Regions from separate parts of the Pan troglodytes genome. Here region 2 is linked to region 1. A link is a contact called in public capture Hi-C data. All regions are on one chromosome and are shown on one strand. The core of a region is the stretch at or near the end of the contact, and the rest is flanking DNA. Distances in the headings are between cores, read along the strand shown.

The links. Capture Hi-C pulls out chosen DNA fragments and counts their contacts.
Region 2: a capture Hi-C map of stem cell-derived neural stem cells shows a contact between it and region 1, with 3 times the contacts expected there. The contact joins two enhancer-like sites. A contact is called at or near these places in 2 of 7 Hi-C or Micro-C datasets (both in induced pluripotent stem cells) and 1 of 1 other capture datasets (stem cell-derived neural stem cells).

What each region holds. Positions count from the first base shown.
Region 1 is chr4:139,880,702-139,888,227 of NHGRI_mPanTro3-v2.0_pri, reverse strand. No RefSeq gene overlaps it. Among named protein-coding and RNA genes, the nearest start is that of NDFIP1, 58 kb to the right of the region's middle. Within about 2 kb of position 3,432, at least 4 of the 24 cell types and tissues checked have an H3K27ac peak or open chromatin away from gene starts, as enhancers often do. A contact at or near this core is called in stem cell-derived neural stem cells, where this site is marked.
Region 2 is chr4:140,008,274-140,015,799 of NHGRI_mPanTro3-v2.0_pri, reverse strand. No RefSeq gene overlaps it. Among named protein-coding and RNA genes, the nearest start is that of SPRY4, 32 kb to the left of the region's middle. Within about 2 kb of position 3,464, at least 3 of the 24 cell types and tissues checked have an H3K27ac peak or open chromatin away from gene starts, as enhancers often do. A contact at or near this core is called in stem cell-derived neural stem cells, where this site is marked.

The sequences.
Region 1 (7,526 bases), core at 2,183-4,682:
GAACGTTAAAGCTTGCCTCTCCCCTCACGTCTTCTTTGGCTTGAGTCACATCTCACAGAGAGAAAGACCAAGGCACGCTGCACCAATGAGCTCCCCGAAGTCATGCTTCCCCTCCCATGTCGTGCTGGCATTCTTTCTCCGAAGAAGAGAATGAGTTTCTAGACAGCAGAGCGGGCCCTTCTCAGGGCCAGGATGGTCCTGGCAGCAGTCGTTCTCTAACACATCACGACATGTGTTTCCAGTAACTCTGTTTGTGGCCGCTTTCTTATCACTCCTCCAGTGACCTTTGCTGGTTGCAGACTTACCGACTGGAGCCAGGTGGATTTGTTTGATTTTTGTTGATGGTTATTAGGAAGAGGAAGTGCCAGAAGGGATTACCTCAAGTTTAAACCTATTTCCAGCAGAGTCCCAGGGCCTTTAATTACACATGTTGGGTCTGTTTGGTAAAGAAGTGGTCAAAGATGTGCTTTTTATCTCCCTAGGAATCTCCTGCGACTGGCAGCATTCCATTTGTGCCTGATGTTCCTGTAAACTCCAGCCACAACTCCTGTGGGGAGGAGGGGCTGCTGTGGAGAATGGGATATGAAGTTGAAAGCTGGTGAGAGACTTTTTTTTTTTTTTTTGAGACGGAGTTTCTCTCTTGTTACCCAGGCTGGAGTGCAATGGCGCAATCTTGGCTCACTGCAACCTCTGCCTCCCAGCTTCAAGCAATTCTCCTGCCTCAGCCTCCTGAGTTGCTGGGATTACAGGCATGCGCCATCACACCTGGCTAATTTTGTATTTTTAGTAGAGATGGGGTTTCTCCATGTTGGTCAGGCTGGTATTGAACTCCCAACCTCAGGTGATCGACCTGCCTTGGCCTCTCAAAGTGCTGGGATTACAGGCGTGAGCCACCATGCCCGGCCACGTATCTGGGAGTTAAAAGCACCATATCTGGGAGTTCTTGGCCAGGCCGTGTCATATTGTCATTCCTGACAATAGAGGAAGATTAGAACTGCACCTGACAATAGAGGAAGATTAGAACTGCACCAGAATTTTGTTTTCTGGACCGCACTATTGCAGTCCCCAGAAGAGTGTCACGGGTCAGCCACTGCTGAACACAAGGATGAGGACAGTCGGAATGCTAAATGCCCAGCCCACCCAGCCCAGTCCAAAAGCAGCCTTTTTTTTCCTTTTTCTTTTATTTTTTTTTCTTAGTGAAATAGTAACAGACCATAGGGAGGCAATAGCTGTCTCTGGGACTATCAAGACACCAGCTCAGCTGCGCAGCAGACAAATGTCATTTTTCTGATACAGGTGGCCCTAATCAGAGAGATCCTACTACAGCTGGTGCTCAGAAATAACCTTTCCCACTCTCTGATTTACCCAGGCAAGTGAAAGAAGACAGACTCCAGGATTACATTCTCCAGAGCATGAGTATGTTGCTCTTCTTGATCTAACTTGCTGGTTAGAGGGATTGTCAAATTATAAAGTTGGTTAAGGTCCAAGATTAAAAAGTTTAATATGTAAAATGCAATTTTATTGGGGAGGATAATGAGGATGCTTCGTTACTGAGGGTCTTGGCATATTTTGGAGTAACAGTGAGGTCAATAAATTAGGAACTATTCCTCAGATGCTTTTATTAAAGACACAGCAATATAGGTCAAATGCACGTACAATTTCAGATAATAAGATTCCAATTTTTCCTTCAGCTTATGCCCCAGAGGGTATGGAATTTAGAGAGGAACATTTAGTTAAAATGGAAACATGAACAAGTGGGCTTTTCGTTGGAGGCCTTTTTCATCCTAGGCTGAGGGACCTTACTGCACAATTCTGCCCCTGGAAGGTTACTTCATCCACAACCCTCAATATCCCAGCAATATCCTTTCAGCAAGAGCACACAGAACACAGATTCTTGCCCCAGTCACTGGAATCCTTCAACCCCCTCAAGGAGAGCTAAGCAACATTCTTTTTCTTGGCATCATTGCCTCATTAGAGCAACTAAAACAGGTCCTGAAAGATATAGGGCATGGCCTCCACCATAAGAGTGCCTTCCCTGGAGTCAAACCCAGCCTCCTCTCTGATGATCTTAGCACCACTCTCCATGACCCTAGCCTGTCCCTGTGCCAGAAGGGCTGTCTGGGGTGGGTGGCATGAGGGGGTATTTTAGTTTACCCACAATTCTGCTGCAATATAGACATGTAGTCTTTAAATCACACATTAGGGTTTTTTAAAGCATGGCACCAATACACTGATGGCACTCTACATGATATTAAGTAGTATTAAAACATAGCATTTTTTTTTTTTTTCTGAGATGAAGTCTCCCTCTGTTGCCCAGGCTGGAGTACAGCGGTGCAATCTCGGCTCACTGCAACCTCCGCCTTCCAGGTTCAAGCGATTCTTTCCCTCTGCCACCCGAGTAGCTGAGGCTACAGGCACGCACCACCGCACCTGGCTAATGCATTTTTCATTTTAATGGTTATGTAGTTATTTTAGTGTGGATTCAAGAAAAAAAATTAGCACATCAATGGTTTTTCCATGGCTATTATTTAGGAATGAGGGTAAGAAATAACACATTTAATTAAAAATTTTAAATGGTAGGTAACTTAATAGCATAGGTGATATATAAATAGGGCAAAATTCATGAAGGCTACACTTTGGGGAAAAGATGGCCACAGTTTAGGAAAAAGAGCCACCCATCCCACTCTGTGGCAGTTGGACAAATTAACCAATGTATATGAAACACTTGATAAGTATATTAAAATGCCAAAGACAGCCTTCCACAGTGCTAACAGACATGGAATCAGAAAGTTGAAGTTCCGATCGTAGCTCTATCATTTACTTAGCTCTGTGATCATGGGCAAATTATAACTCTTTTAGAAATAAAAATTCCTATCTCATAAGATTTTCTGAGAATTAAATGTGATAACATTTATAAAGCATTCAGCACAGCACCTGGCATATAGCAAGTGCTTAGAAAGTAGGAGTGATTATAATTGCAAAGGCCTCATTTCTAAAGTAGGCTACCCATGTATCTGCCCTGAAGATTACCCTCAAAGAAGATGCAGCCCGAATAGTACAAGAACATTTAGTCCTTTGATTCATAGGTCAGCTCCCAGAGAAATATGCATGCAGACACATTTGCAAACCCCAAAACTGCATACAATTTTAAGACATTAACAGGCCCCCAATTGACACCTCCTTTAACCATAACCCGCACTGACTATACACCTGGTAAACTAAGATGGAAAACCAGGGTAACAAGAGGTATCTCCAACTACTTCCACCATAGGGAGGCCTGGACTCATCCCACCTTCCGGGTGCATTCCTAAGACTGACTGGTTCTCTTTGGGTGCCTCTTAGTACACAGGCTATCACAGCTTTATTCTCTATGTGGGCAGAATGCAAATAAGGTCTTGAGGGCCCCCCCGACACCCTCATCCCCAGTAACTGGCTTGTTCTCCCTGCCCTGGCTCAGCGTAGTACAGCCCAACCTTGCAATTTAACTCAGTGCTGATGGAGTTGGGTAAACTGAAGTGCCTAGCAAATGTACGTGGAAAACCACGGTCCCTGATAAGCTGCTGATACGGTGTGCTTGTGCTTCCGCCAGTTCTATTTAAACACTGATAGACCCTTGGGCAAACAAGAAGCCTTTTGTGCTCTGAGCATCCACAACTGCCATCCTGAGCCCAATCTGGACATGAGCAAGCCTCACAGTGGGTGGAAGTGAGGGTGGGGAAGAGACAAACTTTTCCTGCTTTTTATCAGATACATGCACACAGGCAAGACCAAGCTGATCTTCAAACCTGGGGGCCCCAATCTTTCCCCACACTCCCTACCCTACCTCACAGTGATCTCTTAACAATGGAGATTTAGAAAAATTTTTCTTTTTCTTTTTTTTTTTTTTTTTTGAGTCAGAGTCTGGCTCTGTCACCCAGGCTGGAGTGCAGTGGCGCAATCTCGGCTCACTGCAAGCTCTGCCTGCCGGGTTCAGGCCATTCTTCTGCTTCAGCCTCCTGAGTAGCTGGGACTACAGGCTCCCGCCACTATGCCCGGCTAATTTTTTTTGTATTTTTAGTAGAGACGGGGTTTCACCGTGTTAGCCAGGATGGTCTTGATCTCCTGACCTCGTGATCCGCCCGTCTCGGCCTCCCAAAGTGCTGGGATTACAGGCGTGAGCCACCGCGCCCGGCCTAGAAAAAATTTTCTAGAAAATGCACTGTAGTGTTTGTAAAGTTCTACTTTTTTTTTTTTTTTTTTTTTTTTTTTTGAGATGGAGTCTCACTTTGGAGTGCAGCGGTGTGATCTCTACTCACTGCGAACTCTACCTCCTGGGTTCAAGTTTCTCCTGCCTGAGCCTCCCAAGTAGCTGGGACTACAAACGCGTGCCACCATGCCCAACTAATTTTTGTATTTTTAGTAGAGATGGGGTTTCACCATGTTGGCCGGGCTGGTTTCGAACTCCTGACCTCGGGTGATCTGCCCACCTCGGCCTCCCAAAGTGCTGGGATTACAGATGTGAGCCATCAGGCCCAGTAAATTCAAAAAATTGTACTTTTGAATTTAATTTTTTTTCTTGAATATTAATGTGGATTAGAGACTTGCTCATGAAAATTTGATTCTGGCCAGGCAGTTTGGTCATCACCTGGGAAGTTTTTACAAATGCAGAATCACAAGCCCCAGCCTAGACCTCCTAAACTAGAACCTGCATTTTATTAAGCTTCCCAGGTAGTTTGTATGCATATTAAAGTGTGAGAAGGACTAGGTTCGAGCATTTATGTATAAGGCTACTAGAAAGGTATATTGATAACAGTAAATGATTATAGCTTCCTTTCAGATTTGCAACAGATTTTGATCTAAATATTGAGTATAAAAAATAAAAGTTAAATTTAAAGGATGAGACTGATAACAGTCATAACTTCTCAAATCTAAATGAATATTTCCTGCAGATAACTCAATATATATGACCTCAACTGGGCAGCTTTACTCACTCTTCTCTAACATAAAGACACACTCTTCCCATGAAGGTTCACATCTGTATACATTACAATTGCTGGCATTTTAAGAGGCTAATAAACACTCTATTTTGCGCTATTGACAGAAGGCAGATTTCTAAAAATCAGAGTTAAGATGTTCCATAATAAACATGGGTTAACTTTGTAAAATAAAAAGGGGTGGGGGCAGGGATGATGGTAGGGGGAGAAGTATTGGTTAGTGGTCAAGAATGTCTTGATTTGGATTCTTGCTCCGTCCACCGGGTGACCTGACCTCTCTGGGAGCCAGCTCCTTTAGTGTAAAATAGGGATAATAGCGCTGTTGCTGTTCAATTCTGGAGGGTTAAAAGATTCTGCGTGAAAAGGACTGTAGCAGCACTTGAACACAATAAATGTTGAATAAATGTAAGCTATTAATATGAAATTAGAATTGAAATCCTGTCTCGAGATACCATTTTGCTTAATTGAGAGAACTTGTCATGTCTCTGTCCAGCACTTGATCTGACTCTTAGCTAGAAAGATTCATACTATCAGCTGTGCCTATCTCACTGGCTTAGAGAAAGGATAAAAAAAACCCTGCAGTACAAGCGGGGGGTGGCGGTGGGGGCACTGAAGCCACGCTCCAGGTGAGGTGGGGAGGCACACTGATGGAGGGGTATGAGCCCACTTCATGGGGAACATGCACAAAGAAGAAAACATCTCAGGCTGCTGTGGGAGGGCAGATGTCCTGTGCCTGCAGTCCAGAATCCCCCCCCCCCCATTCCCACCTTCAATAAAGGGAATCCTGTGGGAAGAGAAAGGAATGTGTTAAAGTGTAGATCAAGAAGGGACAGGAGAATAAAAAGAAATGGAAGCAGGTGCACACACAGGAAAGATGATGAGTGTTCTATTGTTGTTAAAGTGTTCATGCTCTAACAACACAAACCAAATTAATCCCAGCCTCCCCACTTAAGGACGGTAAGGGGCAAGTCAGTTAACATGAGTCTCCATTTTTTTAAAAATATACAACAAGGATCACAGTATTCCCTACCTCAAAGGGTTGGGGAGATGATTAAATGTACCTGTGAAGAAGAAAGCAGAGTACTTCGCACATGATAAATGCTCAATAAATGGTATTCATTACTATCCATCTATGATACGCATCTGCAACACACAAATATACATGTTTACTGTAGGTTTAATCCCAGGGTCAAGGAATTTGATGTGAACTTCCAATCAACAGAGAAACCAGGTCTCTTTTGGATGCCCTATGGATGAAAGAAGACCAAGGGTATAGGACGCCTTTGTCATAATTGTTGCAACAGTCTAATTATTCCTCTTGGCAATGAAGCAATGGAAAAAAGAGGTATTAGAAGTTGGCTTTAAAAACACCATCATCGGCTGGGCGCGGTGGCTCAAGCCTGTAATCCCAGCACTTTGGGACGCCGAGGCGGGCGGATCACGAGGTCAGGAGATTGAGACCACGGTGAAACCCCGTCTCTACTAAAAATACAAAAAATTAGCCGGGTGCGGTGGCGGGCGCCTGTAGTCCCAGCTACTCAGGAGGCTGAGGCAGGAGAATGGCGTGAACCCGGGAGGCGGAGCTTGCAGTGAGCCGAGATTGCGCCACTGCACTCCAGCCTGGACGACAGAGCGAAACTCCTTCTCAAAAAAAAAAAAAAAAAAAAAAAAATCATCGAGGCCAGTTGTGGTGGCTCACACCTGTAATCCCAGCACTTTGGGAGGCCGAGGAGGGCGGATCGCTTAAGGTCAGGAGTTCGAGACCAACCTGGCCAAAATGGTGAAGCTCCGTCTCTACTAAGCATATAAAAATTAGCCGAATGTGGTGACGGGCGCCTATAATCCCAGCTACACGGGAGACTGAGGCAGAAGAATCACTTGAACCCGGGAAGTGGAGGTTGCAGTGAGCCGAGAAGGCACCGTTGCATTCCAGCCTGGGCAACAAGAGTGAAACTCAGTCTCAAAAAACAAAAACAAAAACCTCATGGGGCATTTGTCAGAACGAGTTGAAAAGCAGAAAAAGACAAGATAATCTACAGTGCAGCAAAGACTATTTAAAAAATTTAACATCTGATATAAACAGAATGGCTTAAGAGACCTCATCTCACTGGGCTGTGCCAGTATGCTAGTACTACCTATGTAAAAATAATAAATTCACAAAAACAAGTCTGAAAAAGAACAAACAGCTGATTTTTGGAGATAGTGGCTTAGAAAGTGACTTTTTAGATGTGCTCGTAAGTTTTGCAAAATCAGGACATTTTGAAACCCCTGTAAGATTGACGGAGGAAAAAAAATGTATAACGGTCTAACAGTTTTAGGCAAAGTAAGAGATGAGTTGAGTGTTTACTTAGGGCAGTGGTTTTCAAGCCATTTTTTTTCAGCTGCAGAACCCTTTTTGTAAAACAAAATCTGAGATCCCAAATACTCTGAGTAAATTTATTTATATATTGTTTTAGTATTTGTTCATGTCTGTAAATGAGATCACAAATAACCACACAATTGAACACATATTTGAAAATACATCTTATTACATGATTAAGGCTGTTTTTAAAA
Region 2 (7,526 bases), core at 2,215-4,714, 130 kb before region 1:
CCTATTCACGTCTCCAGCTGTAAAACCCAGAGGAGTCTTAACAAATGTGACTGTACCAGGTGTTGGCATGTGATGCAGTGCAGGCCGATGGGAGGTGAGGGGAAATCTGGGGGGACTTCTGGGAAGTTTCTTTGTTTTGTTTTTTTTTTTTTTGAGATGGAGTTTTGCACTTGTTGCCCCAGGCTGGAGTGCAATGGGGCGATCTCGGCTCACCGCAACCTCTGCCTCCTGGGTTTAAGCAATTCTCCTGCCTCAGCCTCCCAAGTAGCTGGGATTACAGATGCACACGATCATGCCCGACTAATTTTGTATTTTTAGTAGAGATGGGGTTTCTCCATGTTAGTCAGGCTCGTCTCAAACTTTCGACCTCAGGTGTTCCACCCACCTCAGCTTCCCAAAGTGCTGGTATTACAGGCATGAGCCACCACGCTGGGTGAGCTGGATAATTTTTATGACTGGCAGCCAAAGGCTTCCTAACTTACAGAGCTAGTACATTTTTCTATTTCTTTACAAGGCTGGTGTTTAGAATTATCATAGGGTTGGGAAGGTCATAACTCATTGAATTGTGTATATTAAATATGCACAGCTTTTTATATGTCAATCATACCTCAATAAAGTTATTGGAAAAAAATTCACCTTGACTATAAGTACAATAAGTCACTATTTTTTGTTGTTGTTTTTTAGAGACAGGGTCTCACTCTGTCACCAGGTTGGGGTGCAGTGGCACAATCATAGCTCACTGCAGCCTCAAACTCCTGAGCTCAAACAGTCCTCTCACCTCAGCCTCCGGAGTAGCTAGGAATACAGGTGTGTGATACCACACCCGGCTAATTTTTTTTTTTTTTTTTTTTTTTTTTTGAGATGGAGTCTTGCTCTGTTGCCCAGGCTGGAGTGCAGTGGCGCAGTCTTGGCTCACTGCAACCTCCACCTCCTGGGTTCAATCGATTCTCCTGCCTCAGCCTCCCAAGTAGCTGTGATTACAGGTACCTGCCACCACACCTGGCTAATTTTTTTTTTTTTTTGAGATGGAGTCTTGCTCTGTTGCCCAGGCTGGAGTGCAATGGCGTGATCTTGGCTCACCAGAACCTCTGCCTCCCAGGTTCAACCGATTCACCTGTCTCAGCCTCCCGAGTAGCTGGGACTACAGGCGTGAGCCACCATGTTTGGCCCTAATTTTTTTTTAATTGATTTTTTTACATTGCTATGTTGCCCAGGCTAATAAGTCACCATTAAAAACCCTTCCTGAGATTTTCCTTGGAATTAATGTCACAAAGACATGTTTTAAATGGCTCAATGACTATTTTGTAGACAACCATATTCAGCTCTATATGGTCATCTGCAGCATTCAGAGGGTTTGGCTACTAGACTGCCCATAGGTAGTGGCTATTCCCCTCGCCAACCCCTGACTCAGGTAGAAGAAATGGAAGAGGAGTTCTAGGGTTTTTCAAAGTGTGTTCTATTAGTTCTTTTAACAACCCCCTTTTTCTCAAAGGCAAGGGGGAGGGCACAGAGCTTCAACTTCTAAAATCTTCCAAAGTGGATCACATGGAATGTTGTCTCTAAAATCAAAATCATATTTTCCTTGTAACTCCAGGAAGGAGGGGGAAGTCAGATCTTAAACAGGTCTCAAATTAGAAACAGTCCCCCCTCCCTCCATGTTATACAGCCCAAGTCTTTCTCTTGTGGACTTTCAGACTGGAGCCCTGCCAAAAATGTGAGCAAGAATTTGGCCCATTGTTACTTTAAATATCCTGTGTCGCAGGCCATCTAGGAATGTCTAAGTATGGGAATTTTCCTTTTGAGGTCTGGGATGTAGATATAAATAAACCATTTGTTGGATTCTGTCTCCATCCTGCCTCTCCTAGCTTCAGTGGCCATGAATAAGCCAGCCTTGTAAATAACGGTTACCAGCCCACTCCATGGGGGAGGCCGGAAGCGGAATCCATTAGGATCATTTCCCTTTACTCTTTAACAATAACTTATCCAGGCCAGGCGAGCTGGGGAGTAGCTATTTCCAAGGCTGCCCCACACGTCTCTTGAAAACGCAGTCTGGGAGATCATGGTTTAACCTGATTCATTCTGGCCCTTCTGCCTCCATGTTAAAGTTTGAAGAGCTCATATTTCTGGTAGACTGAATAAGAAGAAAGCTTTATTCCCATCTTCCTTACCACCTCTTCCCCAAAAAGGATCTGCTGAAGTTAGCAGATGACACAGATGACCTGGTGGAGGCAGTTTGTAGCTGTCTCTCACCTTCTAGCTCTGACTTCCCCAAGTTTCTCTGACCTTGGGATAAGAAAAAACCCAAGAACCTGCAAGCAGTGCTTTGACACTAAAGGAGTCTCCCCACATCTCAGTTTCCCCATCTGGAAAATGGGGGTAATAATGACCTCTCTCACATGGACTCTTGTCAGAGGTCAGTGAGAGTCTGTGTATAGCATTTACCATGAGGTAAGAACTCAATAAAGGAAAGACAACATAGAGCTGAGGGAGAAGGAGGAGGAGAGGGAGACAGAAATAGAGAAACGGAGGGCAGACAGACGGGGAGAACCACAGTGATATGTGGGGTGGGGACAAATTAAGAGCACAGATCTAGAGAGACACAGGAAGGCAGAGGCTGAGATGATGTGAGAAGCTCTCGAGGGGAAAAGGAGGGACAAAAGTGGCTTTCTCTCTTGCATAGAGTTGATAAAGCTCCCCAGAGTCCCCACTGCCTGCTGATAAAGGGTCAGGGAAGCTCCACAGCTGAAAAAGGAAAAATTATAACTCAGATCCTCTTATAGTAAGCAGAGATCCAAACAAGAGCAGAGGTAGTGCCTGCTGACTGGCCTTCCCCGAGGGCCTTACAGCTGGTCAACCAGGTCAAGGTCAACCAGGTCAACTAACCTTGACTGAGGGCCCAGTATGTACCAGGCACAGGCCTGGGCTCAGGCTGTGTAAGGAGCAAGACCATCATGGAGGGTGCATACATTCTAGAGTGAAGGAGGCAGACAAGAAGCAGGTACGTAAGAAATAGATGGTCAGGATAATTTTAAAGAGTAAAAAAATGCTGCAGGGAAATTAAGTCCGGTAACAAGGTAGCAAATGATGCAGGTAGTGGTCAGGGAAGGCCTCTCTTAGAAAGTGATGTTTGAGCTGAAACCTGGTTTGAAATTTGGAGATCTGAGCCTCAACTGTGGTTTTTCCTAGCAGGCTTCCCGGACTTAGTCCTTACATGCACATGCACACCGTAAAAGAGACCAAAGAAAAATCTGCAAGAATTGCTCAAATAACACAAGACGGGGATGAACTGGATCTACAGGTCTAGAGTTTTTCAGAACTAAAGACGCCTGTCACACGGCTTAAGCAAAAGAGCAGGAAGGGGCTGCCAGGCCTCTGGGAAGACCTCCCTGGGGAGGGAGCAGGCAGACAAATGGCCCGGATAGAGATCCCCCGCTACGTGATGTTTTCCTTCCTAATGATAGCGCCCAGCTCACTGAATCACCCGGGCTTCCTCTAACAGCGGAGAAACTTCACACTTCCCAGCCCTGCAGGCCCCCAACCCACCTCTGCCTTTGCCAGGGACCACAGGACCGTGATCTACATACAAAGAAAAGCCCAGGGATGGGGGGTTCAAGGGGAGCCAGGGGAAGAGTTCCAGGCAGGAAGCCTCTCCTTGACCCAGGAATACAAACCGGGTTGGAACTGCTGCCTTCAGGTCAAAGCTGCCAAAACAAAGTTAAAGGTGTAAAAACAAAGTGAGAAGGTCACACAGCTATGGGCCTCTCTCTCTGGAACCCAGGGGTGGGGGTGAGGCGTGTGTGTGAAAAAGACTTGACTAAAAAGCACTTTTCAACCATTTTAACCACAGATGTCCCTCCACTGCGATAAAAGAGCGTGAGAAGGGTGGGTGCCCAGCATTCGGTGGCTGCTTTCATTCATTCCGTAAACACGTATTTTTACATGTTTTAACCAAGCCGAAGTCTCGGTTTCTCTCCCAGACTGCTTTTCCTACAGCTTTCCTCATCTCAGTAAAGATTCAATTTACCTGGTAGCTCAGGCCGAAAATCTTGGGCTCATTCTTGGCTTCTTTATTTCCTACCCTACATCTGATCCAGCAGCAAAATCGTATTGAAAATTTTTTATTTTTATTTTTATTTTTTTTGAGACAGAGTCTCGCTCTGTTGCCCAGGCTGGAGTACAGTGGCACGATCTCGGCTCACGGCACGCTCCACCTCCCGGGTTCACGCCATTCTCCTGCCTCAGCCTCCCGAGTAGCTGGGACTACAGGGGCCCGCCGCCACGCCCGGCTAATTTTTTGTGTTTTTAGTAGAGATGGGGTTTCACCGTGTTAGCCAGGATGGTCTCGATCTCCTGACCTGGTGATCTGCCCACCTCGGCCTCCCAAAGTGCTGGGATTACAGGCATGAGCCACCGTGCCCGGCCGTGTATTGAAAATTAAAGGTGTACATTCAAATGATTGGATCTGTTCTCACCACCTCTGCCAAAACAGATCCAGAATCCTATCAGTTCCCACCATCTCCACATCTGCCACCATCCTCCAAGCCACCATTCTCTCTCTGGGTTATCTCTAAACAGGTCTCCCCCTGCCTCCCCGAGGGAATCAGCTGGGAGCGTTTACCAGCAGGGTGGCCTTGGGCTACTTCACCCCTCTGCTCTTCAGTCTCTGCATCTGAACAGGGGAGAAAGTAACGGTACCTCCCTCATGAGACACTTGTGAAAATGACATAAAAGAAGTCACAGCCTTCCAAGAGTGCCTGGCATAGGAAGTCCTAGCATTCTGATTTGTCTATTGTTTCACTTACCACACTGGTTGTTTAACAGTCATCTCCTCTGGCTGGGCGGGGTGGCTCACGCCTGTAATCCCAGCATTTTGGGAGGCCAAGGCGGGAGGATCACATGAGGTCAGGAGTTGAAGACCAGCCTGACCAACATGGAGAAACCCCATCTCTACTAAAAAATAAAATAAAATACAAAATTAGCCAGGGGTGGTGGCACATGCCTATAATCCCAGCTACTCAGGAGGCTGAGGCAGGAGAATCGCTTGAACCCAGGTGGTGGAGTTTGCAGTGAGCCCAGATTGTGCCATTGCACTCCAGCCTGGGCAACAAGAGCGAAACTCTGTCTCAAAACAAAGCATAACAGTCATCTCCTCTCATTAGATTGGGTGGCGCTGGGAGGCTGGAGCCATACCTAACACCTAGCACAAAATCAGAAGTTACTCCTCCGCTCAACCCCCTCTCCCCCACATCCCCATGGCTTCTCTTTTCCTTTAAAACAGTGTCTAAAGTCCACGTAGTGGCCCATAGGCTCCAAGTGACCTGTCCCTGACTGTATCTCTTCCACCCACCCTACCTCTTACTCACTTCCTTCCTGCCACATGGCCTTCCTCAGGGTCCTTCCATCATACCAGCATGTTCTGTCTCCGGGCCTTTGGATGTGCTGATCCTTTGGTCTGGAAAGCTCTTTGGCCACATATTTGCATGGCTCACCACTCCTTCACTTCATTCAGGTCTTTGTTTAGTTGCTACCTCCTCAGAAAGGCCTTATCTATTTTTTTTTTCTTTTTTGAGACAGAGTCTGGCACTGTCACCCAGGCCGGAGTGCAGTGGCATGATCTTGGCTCACTGCAACCTCCACTTCTCAGGTTCAAGCGATTCTCCTGCCTCAGCCTCCTGAGTAGCTGGGATTACAGGCACTCACCACCACGCCTGGCTAATTTTGTATTTTTAGTAAAGACAGAGTTTCACCATGTTGGCCAGGCTAGTCTCAAACTCCTGTCCTTAGGTGATCTGCCTGCCTTAGCCTCCCAAAGTGCTGGGATCACAGGCGTGAACCACTGTGCCCGGCCAGAAAGGGCTTATCTGACCTCCCTGTCCAAAATAGTCCACCTTTCAACCTCCCACCTCCCCTTAGCCTAGTTTATATTTCATCACTACCTGCTCTTATTTTATATTTACATTTTTTACTTTAGGTGTTTATTGTCTGTCTTGTCTACTAGAATGTAAGCTCTATGAGGGCAAGGAGTTTGTCTTTGCTCACCATTATATTCCCAGTGCCCAGGAAGCTGGCTTATGGTAGGTGCTTAATAAAAATGTGTTGAATGAACAAATGAACAAATGAATGAATTTACTGGGCGTTCATGCACCACGGCACTGTGTAAGGCACTTTACATATTATATATACATTTGTTCATCCTCACAATTATTATCACTACAAAGTGACTCCTCCCTTTTTTTTTTTTTTGAGACAAGGTCTTGCTCTGTCACCCACTCACTGCTCACTGCAGCCTTGACCTCCCAGGCTCAAGTGATCCCCCAGCCTCAGCTCCCTGAGTAGCTGGGACTACAGGGTGTGCCACCACACCTGGCTGGCTAATTTTGTTTATTTATTTATGTATTTGTTTGTTTATTTATTTATTTATTTTGTAGAGCTGGGGTTTCGCCATGCTGTCCAGGCTGGTCTCGAACTTCAGAGCTCAAACGATCCGCCCACCTTGACCTTCCAAAGTGCTGGGATTACAGGCATGAGCCACTGTGCCTGGCCCATGTGACTCCCATTTTAAAGACAAAGGAAACCAGGTTAAACTCTGAGCTTTGCACAGCAGAGAGAAACTTCCACATGCTGCTCCCTCTGCCTGGAGTCCCCTGCTTCCTATTCATTCCTACTTGATGTACTTGACCTTCAAGGTCAACTCGGTCATCTTTTCCTCCATGCAGCCTCTCCTGTGTCAAGCTGGTCAGGTGTCCCTCTGCCACTTAGTGTAGGCTGCCTGGTTTCTCATCCCACCTCCAACAGCAGCTGGGTGGTGTAGGGAGGTTACTTAACCCCTCTTGCATTTTAGTCTCTGCATCTAAAAGGAGGGAGAAAATAGTACCTGCTTCATGAGACAGTTGTGAAGATTAAATAAGGTAAGTAATGACCTTCAAAGAGTGCCTGACATGTGGTAAGTGCATTTGTCTGCATTTCATTGACCATGCTGTGTTATAACTGTTTGTTTAATGTCCATCTCCTTTGCTATGGTTTGAATGTTTGTGTCCCCTCCAAAATTTATGTTCAAACTTAATCCTTGATGCAACAGTATTAGGAGGTGGGGCCTTTAGGAGGTGATTACATAATGAGGACAGAACCCTTATGAATAGGATTAGTGACCATATAAAAGGGCTGGAGGGAACTAGTGAGGTCCTTTTGCCCGTCCATCCCTTCTGCCATGTGAGGATACATCATTAATCTCCTCTGGAGGACACAGTGTTCAAGACGCCATCTTGGAGGCAAAGACCGGGCGCTCACCAGACACCAAAGGTGCCAGCACCTTGATCTTGGACTTTCCAGCCTCCAGAACTGTGATAAATAAATTTCTATTGTTTAGCCAGGCGCAGTGGCTCACGCCTGTAATCTCAGCACTTTGGGAGGCCAAGGCGGAAGGATCACGAGGTCAGGAGATCGAGACCATCCTGGCTAACACGGTGAAACCCTGTCTCTACTAAAAATACAAAAATTAGCCGGGCGTGGTGGTGGGCATCTGTAAT